Regions from separate parts of the Gossypium arboreum genome. Here region 2 is linked to region 1. A link is a contact called in public Hi-C data. All regions are on one chromosome and are shown on one strand. Each heading gives the region's core, a stretch centred on a gene start, on an enhancer-like site or on the middle of the called end of the contact. The rest is flanking DNA. Distances are from core to core; before and after follow the strand shown. Region 1 holds the start of LOC108476520. Region 2 holds the start of LOC108478075 (60S ribosomal protein L44).

The links. A called contact is a pair of places that touch in the nucleus more often than the background predicts.
Region 2: a contact with region 1 is called in a Hi-C map of leaf, with 1.8 times the contacts expected there. The contact joins the promoter of LOC108478075 here to the promoter of LOC108476520 in region 1. A contact is called at or near these places in 2 of 5 Hi-C or Micro-C datasets (both in leaf).

What each region holds. Positions count from the first base shown.
Region 1 is chr12:95,971,349-95,977,181 of ASM2569848v2, forward strand. It overlaps LOC108476520, which reads right to left and starts at 4,523. Exons shown (of 3, transcript XM_017778743.2): 1 at 3,467-4,523; 2 at 2,984-3,093; 3 at 1,520-2,402. The coding sequence starts at 4,348. The coding sequence ends at 1,808.
Region 2 is chr12:96,191,163-96,196,447 of ASM2569848v2, forward strand. LOC108478075 (60S ribosomal protein L44) reads left to right here and starts at 3,895. Exons shown (of 4, transcript XM_053023581.1): 1 at 3,895-4,054; 2 at 4,629-4,808; 3 at 5,092-5,166; 4 at 5,254-5,285. The coding sequence starts at 4,052.

The DNA of each region.
Region 1 (5,833 bases), core at 3,273-5,772:
ATTTATGATTGCGTGAAGGCTTCACTTATTTTCTAAGCAGCCCAAACTACCATAAAACATAAAAATAAAAATACCTATACCTATATTTGTATTCATCCGTCGTTGGAACTTTCCAGAAAGGTAAACGAATAGTTGCAAAATGCCGCATGATTAAGGGGGCGAGATGAGCGACCACCACCCCAAAACTGTGTATATGTTTAATGACATTTAAATTTTTTTAAAATTTTCGTTCTAGTTAGCGATACATTTTAGCTTTTATTTATCCTTCAACAATTATTTATTTTGCAAAAAATAAATGAAAAACTGTCAAACTATAGTAGTAAAAAGGAAAAATAGAGATGATGAATTGAGATAAGTTATTAAAATGTCAAATTAGCAACAGAAGCAGACGTCATGGATTAGCATGTCAATGACAGGAAGAGGATGTGGATTTGAAACTTTCTGAGTTGGCATTGTAACTTTCTGATGTCTGCTCACCTTTACTGCTAAGATAAAGGAAACATGCAATTTGGTAGCCAATTGGAAACCTCAACCAAACAAATTGCAGAGCCAAAATGATCTATATATGCAGTGACTTCATAGTGACTCAGTGATGCTTCAAGTTTTTAGACATGTCATACGTAGACCATGTGGGATCAACTATCATAGTACCAACTGCCACTACCATCTTTCCTTTTAGCATGGCCAAGTCGGATTTCATTTCAAACCTAAATGTTAGGATTAAATTTTGGAGGACCTAATTAAAACTTTCAGGAATTTAATAAAATTTTTAAAAGTGTTAAAATTTAGAATGATCAAATTGGAGAATATTTACTGTACGCCTAGTATATGACTCGCAACTGTTTGAGTCAGGACTAAAATTTTAAAAAGTACAAATACTAAAATTGAGCAATTCGCAAAATACAGAGACTAATATAACCAATTTGTTAATGATAAAAGTAAAAAAATGCAATTTGGTCACCAATATAAAAAATTAATACCAAGTTCAATGAGCTATAAATGTAAATTATCCGTTTCTACAAATACAAATACCCAGAACTTATCTATGTGACTTTTCTTTTGTTCAAGGTCGTAGTCAAATAATTTGTTCTTTTTTTTCCCCAATTTTTCCTTTTTATCAGTGGAAAGATATAGAAAGCTGACTGACGTAAGAGGGTAGCAAAATTGAGAAACTTCTAAATATTATGTATGATGTAGGAAGAAACCTATTTTGAAAAGCTGATTTGTTAAGCATAAAAGCTTGATTGGTCAAAACAAAATAGGCAAACCTAACCAAGCAACAATCCATGTGCTTATCTTTAATACAAATCTTTCTAGCTTTCTTTTTTAAATCTTCAAACCCAAATCCTGAGGTGGAAATGAATGGACGGTAGGCCCATGCTGATTGAAGATTGCCTCACCTGCTTTCCATTGCTCCAAATCACCATAACTTAAACTATGTTAATGCTAGTGAATGAATGGTTTTGCTTAACATTAAAGAAACACAACACAACAGGACGATGATGGAATCACAGGCCGGTTTGTCAACTTTAAAAAAAACATACCATATGACAAATGTAATGTTGGTTGCAACATGATGGCATGGCAGTAGGAGTACATATATCCTGATTCTTCAATGCATCCAACAAAGTAGTTTACAAAGCAACAAAAGGGTAGAAGTCCCTTACAGTAGTTAAGTCTCGAACAAATGCACCTTGTCCGAAAGGGACATTGGCACTTGCTTAGCCCCACACCTTACCGACTCTGTTTTAAGAGTTCGACTCCTGATCAGTTGTTTTTATCAGATTTGTCATCCTTGTTCTTGCCTTCAATTCTCCGAACCCGAACATGAAGGTTGAGTGAATCTAGGCATTGCCTTAATTGCATCCACAACTTTCACCATTTGCATCTGACACCCACCCTTCACGAGGACTACATCATTCATATTCAAACAGTTCAAGATTTTAGGAATAAGATTTTCTGTTTCAACAGCATGTACAACCTTCATCTTCTTCATTAAATTCATATTATCAGCTGCTAAATGAAACCTCTGCCCCGCAATGGCAACTACATCAATACAAGCATCAAGACAATAGTTTAATACCTCCTCATGATACTCTATCTCATGAGTACCTAGTTCAAACATGTCCCCAAGAATAGCAACTCTTTTTCCATCACAATCGATGTTTTTCAACGTGTCGATACCGGCTTTGGTGCTAACAGGATTGGCATTGAAAGCGTCATTCACTATCTTGATGCCACTTTTGGCTACAACAAACTCGGACCTCATACTAACAGGAATGTATCGAGATAAGGATCTTCCAACTTGAGAAAGAGGAACACCCATAGAAGTTGCAACTGCTGCTGCTGCACATGCATTGACAGCCATATGCAGACCCAAAGTCGGAATCACAAATTCCACCCTGGATATGAAGCCAATAAGCTGTTTATGTATCAAAGGCATAAATAGTTTCAAGTGATTTATATCAAATAAGATGCAATCCTAGAAAAGAAGCCCAAACTACAGAGTACAAACCTAAACATTCTGCATGTTTTGGTCTTTATGAAATAGTTGTTGATAAGGAAAAGTTACAATTTACCCAAAAAAGAAAATTGATATCTGGTTTGAGTCCTAGCTCTTAGATCTCATTTGCCACTAATTTTGTTACTTTGCATTCCATTTATAATTATATTCCAATGTATTTTTAATCACCATTGATAGATAGGCCCTACTCTTGTGAATGGTGATGATGAATGTATTGAACAATAGCACAACCCTTTGGTACCAACTGATCATTCACTTCAGTTTCGAAAAGTGGATTTCAAAGCAAGAATGTAACTGTTTTCGTCAAAATCTCAACTCTAAAAGGGAACCATTCATTGAGAGAAAAATTCCTGCCTTTCAATTGATTTTCCAGAGTTGCCCCAAATAATTAGTAAGGATCTATTCATTTCAAACACTCTTTGGTCCAAGAGTGGTTCAATTTGAAAAAGAAAAACTTACATCTCCATGTTTTTCTGTAAGACAACTCGAACTCCAACACTGCCACCACTGCCTACCCTTTCTGCTGCTACCAACCGAACATCAGACTCCAAACTCCGACCAAAAAGCACCTGAAGCAGAGGAAAAAGTCAAACTACAGGGCCAGCTACGATGGAAGGCAAAAAATAGAAACCACATTATTGACTGCCAAGATTAACTGGAGAAACATACAGCTTAGACAGTCCAAAGACTTGGACTCACCTTTTACCATGAAACCATTTAAAAGCATGCTGCTAATAATTGCTTGAATACTTTGACACGTCTATGATAAGGCAGGGGGAAGAGCCCAAATTTTAGTATCTCATACAGTGTGGCTCTTAGAAAGCATAAGCTAATGCCAATGCAGTGTGTAATGTTATATATACTAGGCTTCTAATAGTTTAACTGACATGTATAACACAAGTGCCGGAAGAACACGATTAGTGTGACACAAGCCTATCTTACCCTTCTAGCTCCTTGTGGAACTGGAATGCTCTTGACAAAAGGATCATCAGCATTGGCTACACATATATCTCCTGGCTTTGCTTCTTGGAACATCTCCCCTTTAGCCATTGCAACTCCCTCCAAGCTTACAAGATTCTCCAAATGAGCAGTGGCCACTTTAAGAATCACTCTAATATCAGGCCTCCCTAGCCGTGTCAATTCCAATAACTGTCCTTTCCGATTCATTCCCATCTCCAAAACTGCTATCCCTGCATCCCTAGGAATCGTTATCAATGAGAGAGAAACCCCGAATGTATTATTCCAGTGCTCATAACTATGATAAACTTTACTCCCTAAACTCTCAAGCGCCAAAGCTATCATAGCTTTTGTGCTAGTTTTCCCAACGCTTCCCGTAACTGCTATCACTTTACCGACAAACCTGTTCCTTGCAAATGCTGCCATCTTCAGCAATGAACTTACAGTGTCGCCATCAACCTGGACGAAACCCATTTCCCAATTCTCGCAAACACGGTTTCCAATTACCCCGACACATCCACTTTTCGATAAATCAAGGGTTATAAAATCATGGGCATCAACATTTTCCCCGGTAATGGCGAAGAACCATTGGCCGGGTTCTATGGTTCTGGTATCAATAGAAATGGTTCCTGGAGGACCCCATTTTACAATCTTGCCACCGACAGCTTGGGCTATGTCGGTGACAGTCCAAAGTGGGGAATTTGAAGGAGCACGGCGGGTATTTTGGGCACTGCAGCTGCAAGTTTTTGAGGTGTTTTTCCTGGTCGTAGGTGAAACCAGAAGCTTTACATGGTGACGGGTAGTTAAGGACTTTGAAATGGAAGGTTTTGTGAGAAAGAAAGTGTAGGGAAATGGAAAGGCGGCCATGGAATTGAAGCTCAATTGTAGTTTCAAAAATTTCTGTCGTCCAAGCTAACAAGATTGTACTGGTTTTATTGGTTTTAGGAATCGACAATTCTTGGCATAGTATGGAGTATGTATAGAGTAATCATCGAAGCTACAAGTGTATTAGAATAAATGGCACCACCTACCATGTGAATTATTGTTGCCCTGAATGGACAAGGGCAGCATTAAAAGCGGGAAAAGCTTTCGATTTTAGAAAATAGAATGGGATGCATTATTAAATGAAAAAATTTTAAGTTAATTGAGTTAAATAATTTTATTTATTTGTGTTAAGTTAAAAGGATAACTTTAAGTTTTTGTAACGTAATTAAATTTGTTTATTATTAATTTTATCCTCTTATAATTTATTCATTACAGATTAATTTATTTGTTTGATTAGTTGTTTTAGTTATTTTAATTTTTATTCATATGTATTTTAAAATTAAAACATATATTAAGGTAAAAATATTATTTTTTAATAAAATTTATATTAAAGATAAAATGTGAAATTAATACTAAGGACATTTTATAATTGGATTGCTGATAGAAAATTCCTGATGAAAATCCGAAGTGAATTTTTTTTTAATTTTAATCTTTCACAAAATTTCCACCACATTGTTTTACATTTAAATAAACAACTATAGGAGGAGGAGGCTAGAGTAACGTGGGAAAGGGCTGCTGTGTTGAGCAGGGATTTTAGAATTTTTAATTTCATGGATAAGCCGCTGCTTCTTAAACCGATTATGGAGAAAGTTTGGAAGAAGCCGGATCAGGGGGTTGTTAAAATTAATTTCGATGCGTCTCCGAACGGTAGGAAGATGAGTTTTGGGCTGGTGGCGAGGGATCACGACGGTTTTGTACTTGGCGGGCGGGCTGGTATGGTAGCACAGAATGTTCAAGCCGAATGAGTTGAGTTTCATGCGCTGGTTGAGAGCTTTAAATTTGCGCGTTCCAGGAAATGGCTTAAGCTGGAATTTGAAACCGATTGTGCCAGCCTGGTGAATAGGCTTAATAGGCGGTGGGCTGACTTGTCCACGTTGGGCTACAGCATTCGGGAGAACATTAAAATTTTGGATTTTTGTGATAGTTATCTTTTTGCTTGGGCCCCGCGTAGTTGTAATAAAGCTACTGATTCTCTTTGTAAATGGGCTAAGGCTTTGAATTGTATTAAGGATTTCGATAGGGATTACCCTATTGAAATTCATGATGTGATTTTAATTGATGCAATGAATTGAGGTCGACTTTCGGGTCTTTTCATCAAAAAAAATAAAATAAAATAAAATAAATAAACAACTATCATTTTAATCACCCCAAATGGGTGGAATCCTAATAATTGGGATATTTGTATTGCTTTTGCCCTATTTCTCTAGTGATGCAGCAGCGAAGACAAAAATTTGAAGGAATGCATTCTCCAACAGCAGAAAATAAGAACCCGATGTGTTACTGTGGAAATGGAAAAAAATTGAAGTC
Region 2 (5,285 bases), core at 2,645-5,144, 220 kb after region 1:
AAAAGCCTTTGATTTGCACTACGTTCCAACTATTGTTCAAACATATAACTTCGTTGGCTATAAAACAATTTCTTTCTAACAAAGATTGGAACAGGATTGAATGAAACAATTAAAGGCAGAGTAAAGCAATGAACAAAGTAAGAAGAGAAATAACATGCAAATTTGTTAACGCAATTCGAATTCGCCAATAGTACTCTGCAGAGCCTCGCTCAGAGAATAATTTTATTCCACACTTCGTTCGAATCAACTATTGGCTAGAGTCCAAACTATCCTTACATCGACAGATATTTACAGCCTCAATATCGAACCCAAATTGTTATAAATCACTCACCCAAAAACCTCACAACACATTCAATAAAACTCTTAAAAGAATACCTAAAAGAGTATCATAAATTGACCAATAAAATAGCAAAATACAAATGCTAAAGATACTCAAAAGCTTCACAATAGTGTGCGACACAAACAACCTATTTCTAGGCCTCTTCAATTGATCAACCGGCAGTGTTTTGATAGGTTTAAAACACTCATTTAAAAGTTGATTTTATCCTTTTAATTGTCTTATGTATTTATCACATAAAAACTTTCATAAACAAGCTACTCAACAATTTGAAATACTCTGAAAGATAAGGATAAGGATGAGTATCCACCTAAGTTCATACTCCTTTCCTTCTTCTTTAAAGTTAATTAATTAGATGATGATCATATTATAATTTATCGGAAATTCCCTTATCATTTATTGTTAACTAATATTAAAATACAAGCCATTAAAAATCAAGTATACCATCGCAAAGAAAAAAAAATAAAAATTCTAACTATTATTTGAGCAAGAGAATTGAAGTTTTCAACATGATTAACCCTTATATCCATGACCTCCAACCATACGAAGCTTGTTTTCATTGCCATTATTATTAATTCTTTTACACAATGCCGTAGCTTTTATATTTTGACCAATGACCACCAATGCATGCTCTTTTTGACAAAAATAAAAGCTCCCAATTTCCATAACATCCATACACCGACTACCCCTACTCTATTTTGACTTCACTCTACATACTATGCTATGCTTATCTATCTCTCCTGTTTTATTTATGTCATCATTATTTGCGTCATCTGATGTTTTACGCAATTATACATATATAAACTTCAGCTGCAATTCGTATACCAATTGAGGTAACCAAAGAGTTTCATATATATTTTCAGATTAAGATTGATGGTGACATCTTGAAAATGAAAAAACGAAAAACATATAAAATGGTATTTAAATATTTTGGAAGACGAAACTCGTGCTCTGTGTGCTCTTTGTCTTGCAATTCAAAAGGTAAATTACTATTAGTTAGTCCCTGAACTTTAATGAAAGTTGTGGATTTAGTCCTATACTTTAATCTGCTCTTTTTTAATCCATGTGCTTTTTGAATTATAAAATTCCAGTCCTCATCAAATGTTAATTGTTAAATTTTATTATTTTTAAAATATGATACATAAAACATATTATCGTATGTGTAATGCCATATCGGCTTGTTATTCTCATATATTACTCACTAAAAATTAATTAATGAATTAACCACTATTATTTGTGTCAAAACATAAATTTTAAAATTTGAAAAATATAGAGGCTTAGAATGATTTAATTGAAGAATATTGACTAAATCTACAATTGTACGCATAGTATATGACTTGCAATTGAACTTAACTAAACGGATTTAACTTCTACTATTAGGATCAAGACTAAAATTTCAAAATTCAAAAAGTAAAAAGACTAAAATTAATCAAATTAAAGTATAGGGACTAAATCCTCAACTTTCGTAAAATACAAGACTAATAGTAAAATTTAACCTATATATTATATATACGGACAAATGAGCATCCAATATTTGAGTTTAGACTAAATTTAATATCTTTATTTTAAAAAAATATTGATTTGTTTAATTTGTCTAAATTTTGAATTCGTTTATTATTTTATTACCATCTAAAATTGCATTTTATTTAATTATCAACATCCATGGTCAAGTTTGTGGAGTATATGGAATTATAAAATTAATTAAATATGTAAATAGACATTGAATTTGTTTTCTTTACAAATAAGGTAATCCGATGGTACTGATTTTAGCAGCACCTTTTTTTAAACTTTGCTGATCAGTTGAGATTTGACAGTTGTATGCTTTTACCAAATTAGTGAAAGTGTTAAAAGGTTTGGGCAATTTTAATGTGGAAATTTGCCTCTGCTCTCAACCACTTGTAGACACTAAGTTGGATCCAAACCCAAGTCATTATATTGAATGCCACGAGCACTTCTAACCTTTAATCATGGTTTCACCAGTATGGCTTTTTCTGTATAAGCATATCTATAATTGTGTTGACAGTTTTTTTTACTAAATGCAATTACTTGATGTGGCCCTCAGTAAAATTTTCATACATACTTTGACTATGATTGTTTTACCTTCGGCCTTTTATCTACGACATTATCTCAAAATCAATATCTTAATTGGACCTCAACCAATGAGGTCTAAGGTGGGGAATTCGTTGTCCAGTTACCTAGGTTAGCCTAAGCTCATAATTCAGCATAAAAAAAATACAGTAAATACTTTTCTTTGTATTTAATTACTCAATGAATGATGATACAAAAGAGATTGGGGAAATATTCTATTTATAGTTATAGCTGAATCCCCAACAACACATGAAATTTAAAGATTCAAGTCCATCTATAAGATAGGTTCTGATAGAATTATGAATAAATTATACTTGAGGTCACTAACTATTAGTAAGTTTACGTCTTGATCATTTAACTTCAAAAAGTTACTAAATAATCACTGAATTATTAACAAATTTTCATTTGATTCATCGGGATGTTAAAATCGTTGCTTTATCGCTTTCACTGTTCATACCGCTTACTCCAATTAGAAGTTCTCATTCCCTTTCTCATTTACAGTTCGAGTATTTTTCATGAAACATCTTTGAAAATCATGAATTTGTGAAGCAAAATCCAAACAACTTTCTACTCATTGATGGGTACTAGGCTATCATACCGATTGTCAAATCGTCGTTTGAAGCTTGCTAGTTGGACTTTTTAAAAAAAAAACATAATAGTCTAGTGACTTGAAAACTTTTAAATAGTTCAGCGGCTTAAATGAAAAGTTTTGAATAATTTAGTGTAATTTATCCTAAATTTAAATTGTTTATCAAGCTGATTTCCGGAAGTAATGGTAACTATAAGTTACTGGAGCATTTATTGAACGTTCAAGCTTCCTGTAGATGACTTTATAGAATATTTTAGGATTAAATCACTATTTGGGGTATGAATTTTGCAACAATTCTAATTTTGGAGTTTCAATTATGTTTTGGTCTAAGTTAGTTCTTAAACTTGGTAATTACTCTTATATTAGGGCCGGAACTAGATAAATTTTCCTATATTGGGGCTTGAATTTTTTTTAACTTATTCTCTAAACTTAGCAACTGTTCCCTAATTGGGGATGAACTTAGCTAATATTTCCACATCAGGCTTTGAATTTTAAGGTTTTAAGAAAATGTTAAGGATTAACTTGAAAGAAAAAACTTAAGCCCCAATGTGAAACCTTAATAAGACGGGAACAATTATTAAATTCAATGACTAACTAGAATCAAAAATAATTTAAACCTTAATATATGAATAATTACCAAATTCGAATAAAAAATATTTAATCTAATTATCTAATAATTAAATATATTTTAAAAAAATTAAAGGCTTTTTTAATGCATTTTAAAAATTTAAGTATCTAATTGAGTGAAAAGATATAAGGACTTAATTACATTTTCTGAAAAAAATTAAAGATTTTTTACGCCTTATACCATTTTTATTTTATGTGGAACTTGGTTTTGGGTGTATAAAAGTTTGTAAATCTACAAAGAATAGTTGGGCTTCATTTTCTTTTTAGCCCAAAACTCAAAGCCTAAAATTGAAACCCTCAAAAACCCTAAAATGAGAAATCAGTATATTTATTAGGTTAGACTGGCGGACTCCTAATTTTACCATCCTCACCGAAACAGAGCTCGGGTACTCTCATCTTCAGCCGCAGCCATGGTACTTCCCCGGGTTTGTTTTCCTTTATCTTCTGGGAATCCATTTTGGATCTACTTTTTCTTTCCATAAAAGTGTTTCAAAATGGAGTTTATCAAATAGGATAAAGATTCTATAAGAACATTTGGGTTGGGAGAATTGGGATGAAAAGTTTGGGATTTCGTTTTCATTTTCATTTTCCTTTTTCTGAGAAAATTTATGGTGAAATTATGTCTATTTGGCATTTAGCGTAGTCTTTCCCATCGATATGGTACTTAAGTTATTAGTTTTGTATTGTTTCCAAGACATCTCTTTTAAATATCTGTATTTTATACTATTTTGGTTAATCAATGATAACTTTAGGATGTTTCAAATCTGTTAGTTAATAAGGACTTCAGCATTGGGTTTCTCTTAGAAATCCTAATATGAAATTTGTCGATGAGGTTGCAAAGTTAGGGTAAATGTTGTTCGTGGCTGAGCTGTTTTTTTCTTTGTTGTCAATGAAGTGTAATCTATGTATTTATTGCAGAAAGGAGTTGATAAATTTATTACATTTGGATTTTATTTTGAGAATACGTGTGGCTTTGTATTATTTTAGGTGAACGTACCTAAGACGAAGAAGACCTACTGCAAGAGCAAGGAGTGCAGGAAGCACACTTTGCACAAGGTTACACAGTACAAGAAGGGCAAAGATAGTTTGGCTGCTCAAGGGAAGCGCCGTTACGATCGCAAACAATCAGGTTATGGTGGTCAGACCAAACCAGTGTTCCACAAGAAGGTAATTCCTCTTCCCTTGTCTTTTGTCTCTTGCTTGGTGATTAGTTATATAACCAAAATATCTAGAATTCTTATGCTGCATCTTCTGATACTAGTTAGTAAAGGATGTTTAGTTATTGCTATTTCTCGATACGCTGAGAGAGGATCTAATATCTTATTCTGCATCTTCTGGTACTAGTTAGTAAGGAGTGTTTAGTTAACTCATTTTGTCATTCTGATCATTGCTATTTCTCAAGACTCCTAGCATGTTATATAATATTAATGGCATTGTATGGTTTGAATAGGCCAAGACCACCAAGAAGATTGTGCTGAGGCTGCAATGCCAGGGTTGCAAGCATGTATCCCAACATCCAATCAAGGTTTGTGCATTGAGAAAAACCCTTTGTTGACCAATGTGTTTGCTTGATGAGCTAATGTGTTGGTGTTTGTGTCTTGTGTTGTTGCAGAGGTGCAAGCATTTTGAAATTGGTGGCGACAA